2 separate regions of the Oryctolagus cuniculus genome follow, and region 1 is linked to region 2. A link is a contact called in public Micro-C data. All regions are on one chromosome and are shown on one strand. Each heading gives the region's core, a stretch centred on a gene start, on an enhancer-like site or on the middle of the called end of the contact. The rest is flanking DNA. Distances are from core to core; before and after follow the strand shown. Region 1 holds the start of MITD1 (microtubule interacting and trafficking domain containing 1). Region 2 holds the start of EIF5B (eukaryotic translation initiation factor 5B).

Evidence for each region. A called contact is a pair of places that touch in the nucleus more often than the background predicts.
Region 1: a contact with region 2 is called in a Micro-C map of ear pinna, with 7 times the contacts expected there. The contact joins the promoter of MITD1 here to the promoter of EIF5B in region 2. A contact is called at or near these places in 3 of 6 Hi-C or Micro-C datasets (ear pinna, psoas muscle and an unstated tissue).

The regions. Positions count from the first base shown.
Region 1 is chr2:109,259,383-109,265,678 of mOryCun1.1, forward strand. It overlaps MITD1 (microtubule interacting and trafficking domain containing 1), which reads left to right and starts at 2,276. Exons shown (of 6, transcript XM_017339664.3): 1 at 2,276-2,495. The coding sequence starts at 2,345. It overlaps MRPL30 (mitochondrial ribosomal protein L30), which reads right to left and starts at 2,310. Exons shown (of 6, transcript XM_008253487.4): 1 at 2,171-2,310.
Region 2 is chr2:109,106,405-109,113,200 of mOryCun1.1, forward strand. It overlaps EIF5B (eukaryotic translation initiation factor 5B), which reads right to left and starts at 5,051. Exons shown (of 24, transcript XM_051842650.2): 1 at 4,830-5,051. The coding sequence starts at 4,864. It overlaps TXNDC9 (thioredoxin domain containing 9), which reads left to right and starts at 5,881. Exons shown (of 5, transcript XM_002709951.5): 1 at 5,881-6,071.

The DNA.
Region 1 (6,296 bases), core at 1,026-3,525, 150 kb after region 2:
GGTTTAAGCTGCTTCTTAGGACACCCACAACCCCTATGGCAGTGCTTGGATGACGTCCTGGTGACGCTCCGCTCGAGGTTCTGGCTTCCTGCTAATGCGCCTGAGAGGCAGCGGATGATGGTCCTGATACTTGGGTTTCTGCCACCCTTGTCAGAGAGTTAGACAAAGTTCCTGACTCCTGGTTTCATCCAGGCCAAGCCCTGGCTGTTGTGAGCATTTGGGGAATGAACAAGTGGATGAAAAGTCTCTCTCTTGCTCCCTTTCTGTCTGCCTTTCAAATAAATAAATCAAGGGTCAGGGCTGTTGCGTAGCAGGCAAAGCCACCACCTGTGGTGCCGACATCCCATATGGGCACTGGTTCATGGTGCTCCATTTCCGATCCAGCTCCCTGATGATGCACCTGGGAAAGCACTAGAAGATGGCCCAAATACCTGGACCCCTGCATCCATGTGGGAGACCTGGAGGAAGCTCCTGGCTCCTGGCTTCAGATGGGCCCAGCTCTGGCCATTGTGGCCATGTGGGGAGTAAACCAGTGGATAGAAGATCTCTCTATCTCTCTTTCTAACTTTGCCTTTCAAATAAATAAATAAATCTCATTTTAAAAAGCAGCAAATTAATTATAAACAGTTGAAGTTTAACAGTAAAATCTTGGTTATTTTAATATAGGAAGGGTATAAATTAATTTATAATAAATGTTTTATTCAGAGTTCTGCAAAACTCCAGGTAGTAACTACAGTATACAGTAACCACATCTCATTTTCACCCAGTGAATTAGCACCAAGGGTGACTCCATAAAGCCAGGAAATGGGAATTTACCATTATTTTAAAAGTCTTCTTCAACAATGAGGGCAGATTAAAAAGATACTTGGCACAGAATCACAGAAAATTAAAGAGCTAGAAGGGACTAAAAAAATCCCAACTCCTACAATTAGAAATCAACTACTCCTAATTTACAGGAGTAAATGCATGCCAGAAAGTTTACCCACATCCAAGTGCATCCAGCTATCAGGAGAGTGTGCAGCACGGAAGCCCCTTCTCCTAAGTCCTGGTCTACAGCACTTTCACTAAATTGTAACACTTTACTGCTAAAAAAGGAAAAGGATTCTTGCTTAATTTTTAAACTATTTTCTAACATGCAGGTAAAACTTCTATAATCTAAAAAGGTCATGTTTATCTAGTAAGGCACAAAACAATTATAGCTTAATATACTGAAAACAGAAATATTAGGTTTATGAACCATATGTGTACATATATACATATATATATACACATATGTACACATTAGGTTTATGAACCATATACATACACACACACACATACACACACACACCTTGGGCAGGTGGCCTTATGCTTTTCAATTTCTCCCCCAAGAAAAGAAAGAAAATTTTTGTCTCGTAAATGAATTACTCTACCTGAGACAGTACCTGGTACATGAGAAGTCCTCAATAAATGGCAGTTCTTATTATAGTGAAATTATTACATGATCACAAAGCTAATAATACTCTGAGAAATAAACAGGCTAAGCGCTGTATTTCAGTGTCCACAGATTCTAGCTCAGTGAGGCCCTGCAGGATTGTCCTGCGATGTGGACAAAACAATGGAGTTGTGGGAATCAAAGCAGGGTGTCTCCTGAAAAAGAGACCTGAGAAATTCCTCAGCAACTGCAACAATTTAACGCTGAATTATTTCACCGTACCTCTTCCTTCCGAGCTAAGCATTTTATATTGATGCAACTCATTTAGCTTCTCTGATCACTTTGATTTCAACAAAGTACCCTACCAATCAGTATTTTTGAAAGGCAACAAATAATTCATTTTTAAAAGGTGTAGCAAAACTATTTCTCGCTCGGTGTGCGCCATGCTTAATGACCTGCTCCCAGAGTACAGAAGGAAAATTGGAAAAAGTAACTTTATGGTAGAGAAATCTGACAAACGACCGGGGATGGGACTAGGAAACAGACCTACCTGGGCGGCCGTGAACCGCAACGCAGAATGAAATACGGGGGATCAATCTGCTTTGGAAAGAGTTCCCAGACTCAGACTGCTGGCGGAAAACGCAGTATTTTCATCACTCACCCACCATTCATCAACGCTGGACAACCACCCGCTTTGAACCTCCCCACCAAGGGGAAGAGGAGGGGAGGAAGGACGACCAGGTCCGACACTCATACCTTCCGTCGCAGCGACAGCTGAACTGCGACACTTCAGTTCCGGCGCAGATCCTGCCACTCAAGGCCCAAAGGAAAAGAGCGCAGGCGCATGGATGTCACGTGACCACCCCGGAAGTGCAGCTGGGCTTCCCCGAACTTCAGCCAGAGTTGAGCCCGGGAGCAGTGCTCGCGATTATGGCGAAGTCTGGGCTGGGACGCGAACCGGACAGCTCGGCTGCAGTCACTGTGCTAAGTCGGGCGGTGGAACTAGATTCGGAGTCCCGGTACCAGCCCGCTCTGGTGTGTTACCAAGAGGGGATTGACCTGCTCCTGCAGGTTCTGAGAGGTAAGCAGTGAGCGGCGGAGGGGAGGAGCCGGGCAAAGGAGCTGCTTTGTGTCGGGATGCCATGAAAGAGTTAAACACCATTCTTCCACACCGCCAGGAACCCGAAACAGAAAGTGGGATATTCTGCTGGACAGCTGGGCTGGTTTATTTCCTTCAGTAGTCTGTTGGTGAAATCCACAGAGGGTGTAAAGATTTAAAAAGATATAAGAGACCTAACGAACGTTAAAAAGACACTTTTGGATCAATTTGTGCAGTTGCAATATGAATTAGGTGACAAAATTAACCTTGTTATTGTGATGTTTTTCGAAAACTGCCCTTAATTTTTAGAGATGCAGGCGTGTTTGGGAAAGAAATGTCATGATATCTGTAACTTTACATTAAAAAGTTGAAGCAGGCTGGCGCCGCGGCTCACTAGGCTAATCCTCCGCCTTGTGGCGCCAGCACACTGGGTTCTAGTCCCGGTCGGGGCGCCGGATTCTGTCCCGGTTGCCCCTTCCAGTCCAGCTCTCTGCTGTGGCCAGGGAGTGCAGTGGAGGATGGCCCAAGTCCTTGGGCCCTGCACCCCATGGGAGATCAGGAGAAGCACCTGGCTCCTGGCTTCGGATCAGCACAGCGCGCTGCTGGAACAGCCATTGGGGGGTGAACCAATGGCAAAGGAAGACCTTTCTCTGTCTCTCTCTCTCCCACTGTCCACTCTGCCTGTCAAAAAAAAAAAAAAAAAAGTTGAAGCAACTAAGGCAAAAATGCCAAGCATTTTAAATCTGGATAATGCGTAATAAAGATGTTCATTACTTTGTCCTCTTCAGTTAGAACATTTTCAGTAAAAGTAACTAAAAATCATGGAGATAGAAGAGAAAAGGTTGTTTTATAAAATGGATGTACTGAAATTCCTTGTGAGGAATCTGCAAGATTGTAGATGGGGGATACAGTTTTTTCATATTACCTAGTTATTCAGTGTTGAGCAGTACCCAAGTATCACAACCCCTGGCTCATCGAAGACGCTTAGTAATTGTGTGTATAATTGATTATGATCAGGTCTGGCATTGTGGCCTGATGGGTTAAGCTGGCATCCCATATGGAATCCCTGCAGCTCCACTTCGATCCAGTTCCCTGCTGATGTGCATGGGAGGGCAGCGAAAGATGGCCCAAGTGTTTGGGCCCCTGCACCCACATGGGAGACCAGGAAGGGGCTCCTGGCTCCTGGCTTTGGCCTGGCACGGCCCTGTCTGTTGTGGCCATTTGGAGAGTGAACCAGCTGATGGAAGAACTCTCTGTCACTCTGCCTTTCAAAGAAATAAATCTTAAAAAAAGAAAAAATTATAAAAAAAATTGATCCCTGCTCCCTCACCCCAGTAAGGCCTAGATCTGGCTCTCTCTCTGCTTTCTAATTTGTTCTAGTTTAAGTGTTACAGAGATTTTGACACAGCAGAAGGCATCCTCCAAGGTTTGGTGCTTTTCTCAGAACTGTAAACTCCACTGTGGGCAGGGCCCTTTTGGTGATGATGAAGATGAAGAAGGTGATGAGGAGGATGGTGATGATAGTGATGATGACCAAATCAACAACAAATGTAGCTACGTCATCTGAGCGCTCAGGGTCTGACTCTGTGCAGCACACATTAAAAGCACCATCTGGTTTCATCTTTACAATTGCCCTGTGACGGAGAAGTGTTCCTAGTTCTGCATCTTGGTGGTGGTGACAGAGCTGTGAGTGGAGCCCCAGGCCTCAGTGACTGTTACACTGAATTCTAGAAAGAGACCGTGTACAGTGTTGTCAGGTGGAGCACTGCTCAAGTCCTGGCTGCTCTCGAATGTGAAGTAGGACAGGCACAGGAATTCTCCTCTGGTGTGCTTCAGTGATTACACGGGGGTTACAGAGACAGTGACATGACAGAGACAGGTTATGACCCAAAACACGAGTGCTAATACTGGGAGTAAGAACCGGAAAGGGATGTGGACAAGTGCAGTGAGGATTTAACAGTCAGAGGTCATGTGGGGATGTACAGGGAGAGGTGTGATTTGATAGGGGTTTTGGAGAAAAAGCTAGAATCTTAGAAGTCAGAAATTCAGCAAAGAATATTCAGATTCTGTCTGCGCTTTTTTTTTTTTTTTAAGATTTATTTATTTATTTGAAAGTCAGTGTTACAAAGGCAGAGAGACAGAGAGAGAGGTCTTCCATCCACTGGTTCACTCCCTACATGGCCACAATGGCCGGAGCTGGGCCAATCCGAAGCCAGGAGCCAGGAGCCTGGAGCTTCTTCTAGATCCCCCACATGGGTGCAGGGACCCTCAGACTCAGGCCATTTGCTGCTTTCCCAGGCCACAGCAGAGAGCTGGACTGGAAGGGGAGCAGCCAGGTCTCAAACCAGCGCCCAGATGGGATACTGGCAGTGCAGGTGGAGCTCTACCCACTGCGCCACAGTGCTGGCCCCTGTCTGTGCTTTTGTACTAAGTAAGAAGTTCAGTTTGTTCCAGCATATGTGTAAGGAAGAGTGACAAGTTTTATAGATTGGGACTTGGATCACACTGTGGTTTGCCTTGGCTGCCAAAAGATTTTAACCCTTCCTCAGATAAAGACATACTACTTAAGGATCTTACAGAAGAGTGACATAGTTACAGATGCACTTCAGGGTTTGCCTCTCTTAGGAGTATGCCCTCCTCTCCCTCCTTTTCTTTACACAAATACCACCCATGGGGAGCCTTCCCTGACCTCTAGTATAAAATTACAACCTACCCGTAACACTCCCTCTTCTCTTTCCTTGCTTTATTGTCTTTTTTTTTTTTTTTTTTTTTGACAGGCAGAGTGGACAGTGAGAGAGAGAGACAGAGAGAAAGGTCTTCCTTTGCTGTTGGTTCACCCTCCAATGGCCACCACGGCCGGCGCGCTGCAGCCAGCGCACCGCGCTGATCCGATGGCAGGAGCCAGGTCCTTATCCTGGTCTCCCATGGGGTGCAGGGCCCAAGCACTTGGGCCATCCTCCACTGCACTCCCTGGCCACAGCAGAGAGCTGGCCTGGAAGAGGGGCAACCGGGACAGAATCCGGCGCCCCGAACGGGACTAGAACCCGGTGTGCCGGCGCCGCAAGGCGGAGGATTAGCCTAGTGAGCTGCGATGCCAGCGCTTTATTGTCTTTTAATTGCACTCCACACAGTCTAATGTACATGTGTTGTCAGCTTATTTTTATGGTGGGGGTGGGTCTACAGTGCCAATTATTGACCAAGGGTGGTGACTTAGAAAGGACTACTCTGGGACCAGCACTGTGGCACAGTGGGTTAACGCCCTGGCCTGGAGCACTGGCATCCCATATGGGTGCCAGTTTGAGACCTGGCTGCTCTACTTCTGATCCAGCTCTCTGCTGTGGCCTGGGAAAACAGTGGAAGATGACCCAAGTCTTTGGGCTCCTGCACCCATGTGGGAGACCCGGAAGAAGCTCCTGGCTCCTGGCTTCAGATTGGTGCAGCTCCACCCGTTGCAGCCAGCTGGGGAATGAACCATTAGATGGAAAACCTCTCTCTCAGCCTCTCCTCTCTCTGTGTAACTCTGACTTTCAAATAAATAAATAAATCTTTAAAAGAAAAAAGAAAGGACTATACCATCTATAGAGCAGAGGTCATTGATGACTTCAGCTTTTAGAAGCATTTTGTTTCTGTAGACCAAATGGCAAGTAGTTAAATTGAGTGGGCAAATGCAGTCTACTTTTCTAAGAAGGATTCAGTAAAAGATAACAGAAAGAAACTCAAACTTTTTTCTTTTAAGATTTATTTATTAGCCGGCGCTGCGGCTCAATAGGCTAATCCTCCACC
Region 2 (6,796 bases), core at 3,801-6,300:
CGCCAGCCCCAAAAGTGATTTTTTAATGAAGAAATACTTTTGTTTTAATTTGTAATATGGCAAACATCCACAAATAAAAGTCTTTTGTGATCCTAGCTATGCAAAGGAGTCCAGAGACCAAAAAGTTTGAGAACTGCTATTCTAACAAAAGCAATGACACTTTCTCACTCACTACCTTACCTAATAACTGTAAGACTGGAATAAACTTAGAAGGATAAACAAAGCACAACAGGAAGTAACATCAGAAGTGGCCAGTGGCCGATTCTTCTTTCCACAGAGGTCACCATCAGCATGCAAGGCTTACCACAAAGGTCTCTAATCTGCTTTCTTATTCTTCTATGGCAAACCAGGACTTCTTCCCCCAGCAATTTCCTAACGAGTCAGTTTAGGAACAAGCTAAACCAAGGGAACTCTCAGATTATCCACCTTTTTCCGTTTTTTTTTTAATCTAATATATGTAGATAAATTTTAAATTAATTCAAATATATGCAAGTGAGAAATTAATTCCTTTGTTGAACCTAGATTATATGAACTACAAGATGAGTCTCCTTTTCCAACAGGCATGAGACCCAGGAGTATTTTTAGTTTTTTTGGACTCTGAAATATTTGCATAAACAAACTGACATCTCCTAGGCATAGGACTCAAGTCTAAATACGAAGTCCATTTGTGTTTCATATATACTTTATACACACACCTGAAAACCTTATACAACATTTTAAATAACTTTGCACATCAAACCAAGTTTCACGGTGTGGAATTTTCCACTGTGGCATTTGTCAGCGTCAAACACCTTTGGATTTTGGCGCACGCAGCCTAGTACTGCACCGTGGACGGTTCCCTCTCTGGGTAGCTCTGCAGAGCCAGCTACACTCACCATCTACAGGACAGGTTCCTGAAGTGGATCACAGCGCTTTCTATCACTGGAACCCTGCTACCCTGATCACACTCAACTGTCGTCATCTAAAGGTTGAGCAGCTGCCTCAAACAACCAGAACTTCCACAGAAGGAAGGAGTTTCGTCATTAATAACCAGAATATTATCTGTATTGAAAAGCAAATAGTGGAGTCATCCTGCCCAGAGCAATGACGTGCTGAATGGCTCCTAAATGACATCCTCACCTCCATAACCGACTGCAGGACTACTGAAACACCATCTTCTTTTTCTCTACATTGGGGGAAAATGAGGAGAGAAGGGGAAGATGGTAGTGCGGGGGAGTGATTTGTATAAATCCTGGTTATTAAGGTAACATAACAGTCCTCAAAACCTAAAAATCTAACTGCCCCATTTAGTTAACACTTTTAAATACTCAGGGATCCTTTTAAAAGAGAAAAAAAGGGGCTGGTGCTGTGGCGCAGCAGGTTAAAACCCTGGCTTGCAGTACCACATCCCATATGGGTGCCGGTTCAAGTGTCGGTTGTTCCACCTCCAATCCAGCTCTCTGCTATGGCCTGGGAAAGCAGAAGATGGCCCAAGTCCTTGGGCCCCTGTACCCACGTGGGAGACAAGGAAGAAGCTCCTGGCTCCTGGCTTCAGATCGGTGCAGCTCTGGCCATTGCAGTCATTTGGGGAGTGAACCAACAGATGGAAGACCTCCCTCCCTCCCTCCCTCTCTCTGGCTCTACCTCTCTGTAACTCTGCCTTTCAAATAAATAAGATAAGTCTTTAAAAAAGAAAAAGAAAAGGGCCGGCACCGCGGCTCACTAGGCTAATCCTCCGCCTTGTGGCGCCGGCACACCGGGTTCTAGTCCCGGTCGGGGTGCCGGATTCTGTCCCGGTTGCCCCTCTTCCAGGCCAGCTCTCTGCTGTGGCCCGGGAGTGCAGTGGAGGATGGCCCAAGTGCTTGGGCCCTGCACCCCATGGGAGACCAGGAGAAGCACCTGGCTCCTGCCATCGGATCAGCGCGGTGCGCCGGCCGTGGTGCGCCAGCCGCAGTGCGCCAGCCACGGCAGCCATTGGAGGGTGAACCAACGGCAAAGGAAGACCTTTCTCTCTGTCTCTCTCTCTGTCAACTCTGCCTGTCAAAAAAAAAAAAAAAAAAAAAAAAAAAGAAAAAGAAAAGAAAAATACCAGAATGAAGAACTGGAGACTAATGGTAAGAAAGAAAAAAGTCGGTCTTGATCCTTTCCTCTCTGCACACACCAGCAGAACATTCACTGTACTGTGTAAAGGGAGAGCAGGATATCACCGGAACATCCAAGGTTTCATCAGGCAAACTCAGGACAGGGAGGCTTTGGAAAGGAATGGAAGCACTGCCTTAAACTGCTTCACCTGAATCCTATCCTTTGTCTCAAGAGTTTCCCCAATTAAAAGAAAAACTCGCTAAACATCTTATCAATCTCATTGTCAGAGTAACAGAAGATGCAATAGAATTTGATCTTTAAACAAAGATCTAGAATGAAAAAAATGTAGACAAGAATACTACATCGCAGTCACTGATGCAACAGAACATGTTATACGAATAAAATTAGATGAAATAAAACTAGAAATCAGCATCGAGTGGCTAACAAGCTAAAATAAGGAATAATTCCACATAAGGGTTAAGAACAGTCAACTATTTTAAGTTCTTTCCAAAAACTTTTTTAAAGCCTCATCTTGGTAACTAAACAAGCAAGAGTTCACTTCTCGCCCAGTTCTGCCCAGCCACATGTTCAGCTTGGGGAGGGGAGGCAGGATGACAGCAAAATCTTTAAAGCGGGGATCTTTCTACAGGAGAATTTAGGACATTTTTCTCATTTTGTCTAATAAGAACAGTAATCCTCAAACAGGACCTTTTCCCCCAGACTTTCTACTCAGGCTAGACTTGGGTTCCTATGATAAATATGTGAAATACTCTTGAAGAAAGACTATTGACAAACACGATGGGGAAAAAACAGACTCACAACGCCGGAGAACTTCCCTTTCCTCACCTTTAATAACTCCTGCAGAACCAAAGCAAAAGAGCCAAGCAGTTCCGGCCAACGGGGCACAACTTCGGGATTTCTTAGGTACAATTTCAAACTCAAGCAAAGAAGTCCATGAAGCATTTTTTAAAATATATATATGAATGTCATATTGATATGTGAGAAGATAAATGCATGTTTTTAAATTACACTGCAACTGCTTTCCCTAAAGCATGAGCCAAAAAATAAAAAGACCACAGATTGGTTTCAGGAGGTGAAAAACCCAGTAGCACTGCTCCTACACTATCCAACCAATCATTTAACAAGCTCTGGTGTTTGCAATTTGAACTTCACACCATCCAGGGAAATCTTTATGAATCAATAAGACATTCAATTTTCTCTAAAAATACAGACAAAAATAAATATCTGCCCTCCTCTTGTCGTAAAATAGTCTGGACCGTCAAACTGGAACTATAACATATGCATGTATTTTTCAATCTAAAGAATACACCTGTACAACTGTGACCCAAAGAAACCAATCTGGAAAACAAATTTTAATAAGTCAATCAGGAAAACTGGAAAACTGAATGTCTGATAACATTTAAGGAATCACTATCGATGTTCTTTAGGTCTGATGGTGACATATGGTTGTGTTTTATATTTCTGTGCCTTTCTTTTTCATGAGTTTCTCTATCAGATACACCTGATAGAGCTACAAATGAAAGGCTACCCAGGTCTGCTCTGAAATATCCAGCAAGTGCAACAAGCAGAATTCGCGGGCGGTGCTAACAATGACACAATTAATTCATGAACTTTCATTATTCTGGCGTTTGTATACAGCTAAAATTTTTCTGATTATTAAAAAAAAAGTATCCCATGCAACAGAAACGTATCCAAAGTACAGAAATGTGTGTCCACTAAACCTCTCAGAAATAAGTTCCTCTCGTTTGAATAAACGTTCAAATCAATTAACTTCCTCCGATACACCTGAAACTGAAACAGAGGGCGCTCCTTGTCAACCACGTAAGTGCTAGGTGAGCAAACAATCCTGGATTCCCATTTTACTTAGGAACTTGATTTTAACCTCAAGACCTCTTCCTGTGGGTCCGAATGATGAATTAGCACACGTTTTGCTGTGTTCCGAGTCTACCTTACTGTCCCCTGGTATTTAAACTAAGTTTGGTACAAAGGTGAAAAGTAACAGATGTCGCTCACTCCCAGGAAGTAAACTCTCGTTGAAAAGGAGAGAGAACTCCATCGAACGTAACACACAGAAATGTTCCAAAAATAGGATAGCAACGTTATCCACCCCCACCCACCAAAAAAAAAAAAAAAACCTTTTCAGTGGCAGAACCGAGCGACCCTGGTTGGTTCGCTTCATCTCCCCGTCCTGTCTTAGGGGAGGTGCTAGAGAGCAAAATTACCAAAAGACAGGCCGGAAGAAGGCAGGCGAGAGGCGTGGAGTCGGACAATCAGTCCGTAAATCCTCCAGCAGTCAGCGCACAGCACACTGAAGTGCAAGGGCAGCGCGCTCCTAAGTGGTTCCCCAACTCCAGCGCCCCAGAGAGGAAGCCCCCGCGGGCTGCGGGCTCCCTTCTCTGCCCCCGACTACTCACAAAGGCACAGAAAGAACTCTTCGCCAACTCAGCCCGAAAAGCCAGCTCCCACCCTCCCGGGCCCGGCGCGGCCGCCCCAAGCCCTCCCCGCGCGGCCGGCCCGGGGCCCCCGCACGACCGCCCTGCTCCTCAGGCCGAGGGGCGGCGGGGAGACCGAGCCCAGCCGGGAGGACCCGCCCGCCGCCGCAGCCCCCCGCGCCCGCCCGCCCGCCTCTGGGGTCTGGGATCCGCGCTGCCGCCTGTGGGGCCGGGCCCGGAGCCCCGCGAGCCTCCTCACGAGCCTCCACCCCGGTCCAGCCCCGCGCCCCTCGGACCCAGAGCCACTGTGGCTACCTGTCTTCGCTCTTGTTTTTCTGCTTCTTCCCCATCGCTTGTCAGCGGTCCTCGCGACTCCAACCCCTCTATCCGGTCTCTCACAGACCCACCGTCCCCCACGCCGACTTGGGGCTCCGCTCTGCTCCGCGCTGCCGCCTCTCGCACCCGGCTCTCCACAGACGCGCGCACTGGGACAGGGCACATATGGTGTGGGCTCTCAGTGCGCAAGCGCATCGCCCCGCCGCCTCGGCGTGGGGACGCAAGGCGCGGCTCATCGAGAGCTGCGCGGCAGATAGAGCGTCCGCAGCTGCCCGGCCGGCCAGGCAGGAGCCCGAGCGCCCCCTGCCCGCACGCGTGCGCCTTGCACGGACGCCCGCGCGCCTTCCAGGTTCTAGAACCCGGAGGGGGACAATGAGGCTGCCGGTTCCTCCACGTCAGCCCAGGGGCCCCGAGCGAGAAGGCAGGGCTGGGGGGCTGGCAGGCGGCTCAGAAGCAGGTCCTGAGCTTCCTTTATGCCCCTGTATTCTTAGAAGCAGTTAGTTCGGTAAAGAATCACGATGAACCCATGATGAGCCCCCTCTGAGGTGCCAGGACAAAATGGGAACCTCTCGCCAACGTCCGTGGATTATGAATGACGAGTATGGACAGTCACTACAAGAAGCGCACAGGGACATTTACAGAACGAGTTCTATAAATCCCGTCACGGAAGAACCTACTGGAGGGGTGGAAATGTTCCATCTCTGGACTCGGGCTTTGGTTTTTGGGTGTTAACGGGAAATTCTGTCTTGTTGTACAGGCTAGACCACCATTTTAGAACAAAGGGCAACGTTCAAAAGACAACAGAAACGAGTTCGAGTGTCAGCTCCCGAGCACGGTCTAGCTCCTGTGTTTCTGATGTAATATGAGTGCTGAGGCACGGTGCCTAAGAAAGTTGGACAACCCCAGCTGTTCCCGAAGAAACTACAAGTTCCAGGATACTTTGCGGCCTTTCCCGCCGTGCAGTTTACCCCGAGGGAGGAGCCTCAGGTCCCGACCACAGGGCATGGGGGGAGGGCGCATGCGTAGAGGCGCTTGCCATACGCCCAGCCTCCCCCTCCCTCGGGCAATGTAGATTGTATCGCGAGACGACCGCAGCCAATGAGAAGGCGGAAGTGACGCATGTCCGCGCCCGCCGGCAGCGGCTGAGAGGCTGAAACCAGAGTGGACCGCTCTTGTTAAGCGGCTGTTACCGTCGCTTCTCAGGAATCGGCGAGAGCTTGGGTGAGGCAGAGGGTGGTGCGGCAGAACCAGCCACCGCGGCCCGGTGGTACGTGAGAGACCGCTGCTCAGCGTTGCGGCTGGGGGAGGGGCGCGGCCGGGACGCCGGTGTCCGGGCGGCGGCGGCGGCTCGGCGCATGCGCCCGGGGGCGTTGCCCTCAGGGCTGCCGGAACTGAGCGCTGGTCTGGTCCCGGGGGCCCAGGGAGTGGCGGGGTTATTGTTGGTTCCCGGGGCTGCTGCTAAGGACGTGGGCCCTTGGTCATTTGGTCGTCTGCCTGGAGGGGAGTGGGTCGGGGATTAGAGGACCCGCGGGGCCGCGCCCCTCCCTCCCACTGGAGCTGTAGAAAAGGAGAAATCAGAGGCTGAAAAGTTACCAGGACCTCCGTCCGTCTCCTGACCCCCTCCGGGATGGGGTCACGACCGCCAGCCGCCCCCACGATTCCGCAGTGCTGAGCTTGTTCTTTGAAAACCCCGGGCGTGAGCGTCGCCGAGCCCCTGGCGGTAGCAGGTGCTGCCGCCCAGGCCCGGGTCCGTCTCGCCTGGGGCTGGTCCCCGCCCCGAGCGGCGCAGGCCTCTGACATCTTCCTGGAGAGTCTCTTACTGTAGTCGGAGTACAGCTCCGTCTCTTTCCCAGCGTTGATGTTGTGCTAATTCAGTTTCTTACTCAGATTTCTAAGATCTTCAGTAACACAGGCTGACTGTTCCTTATCTGAAATGCTTGGAACTG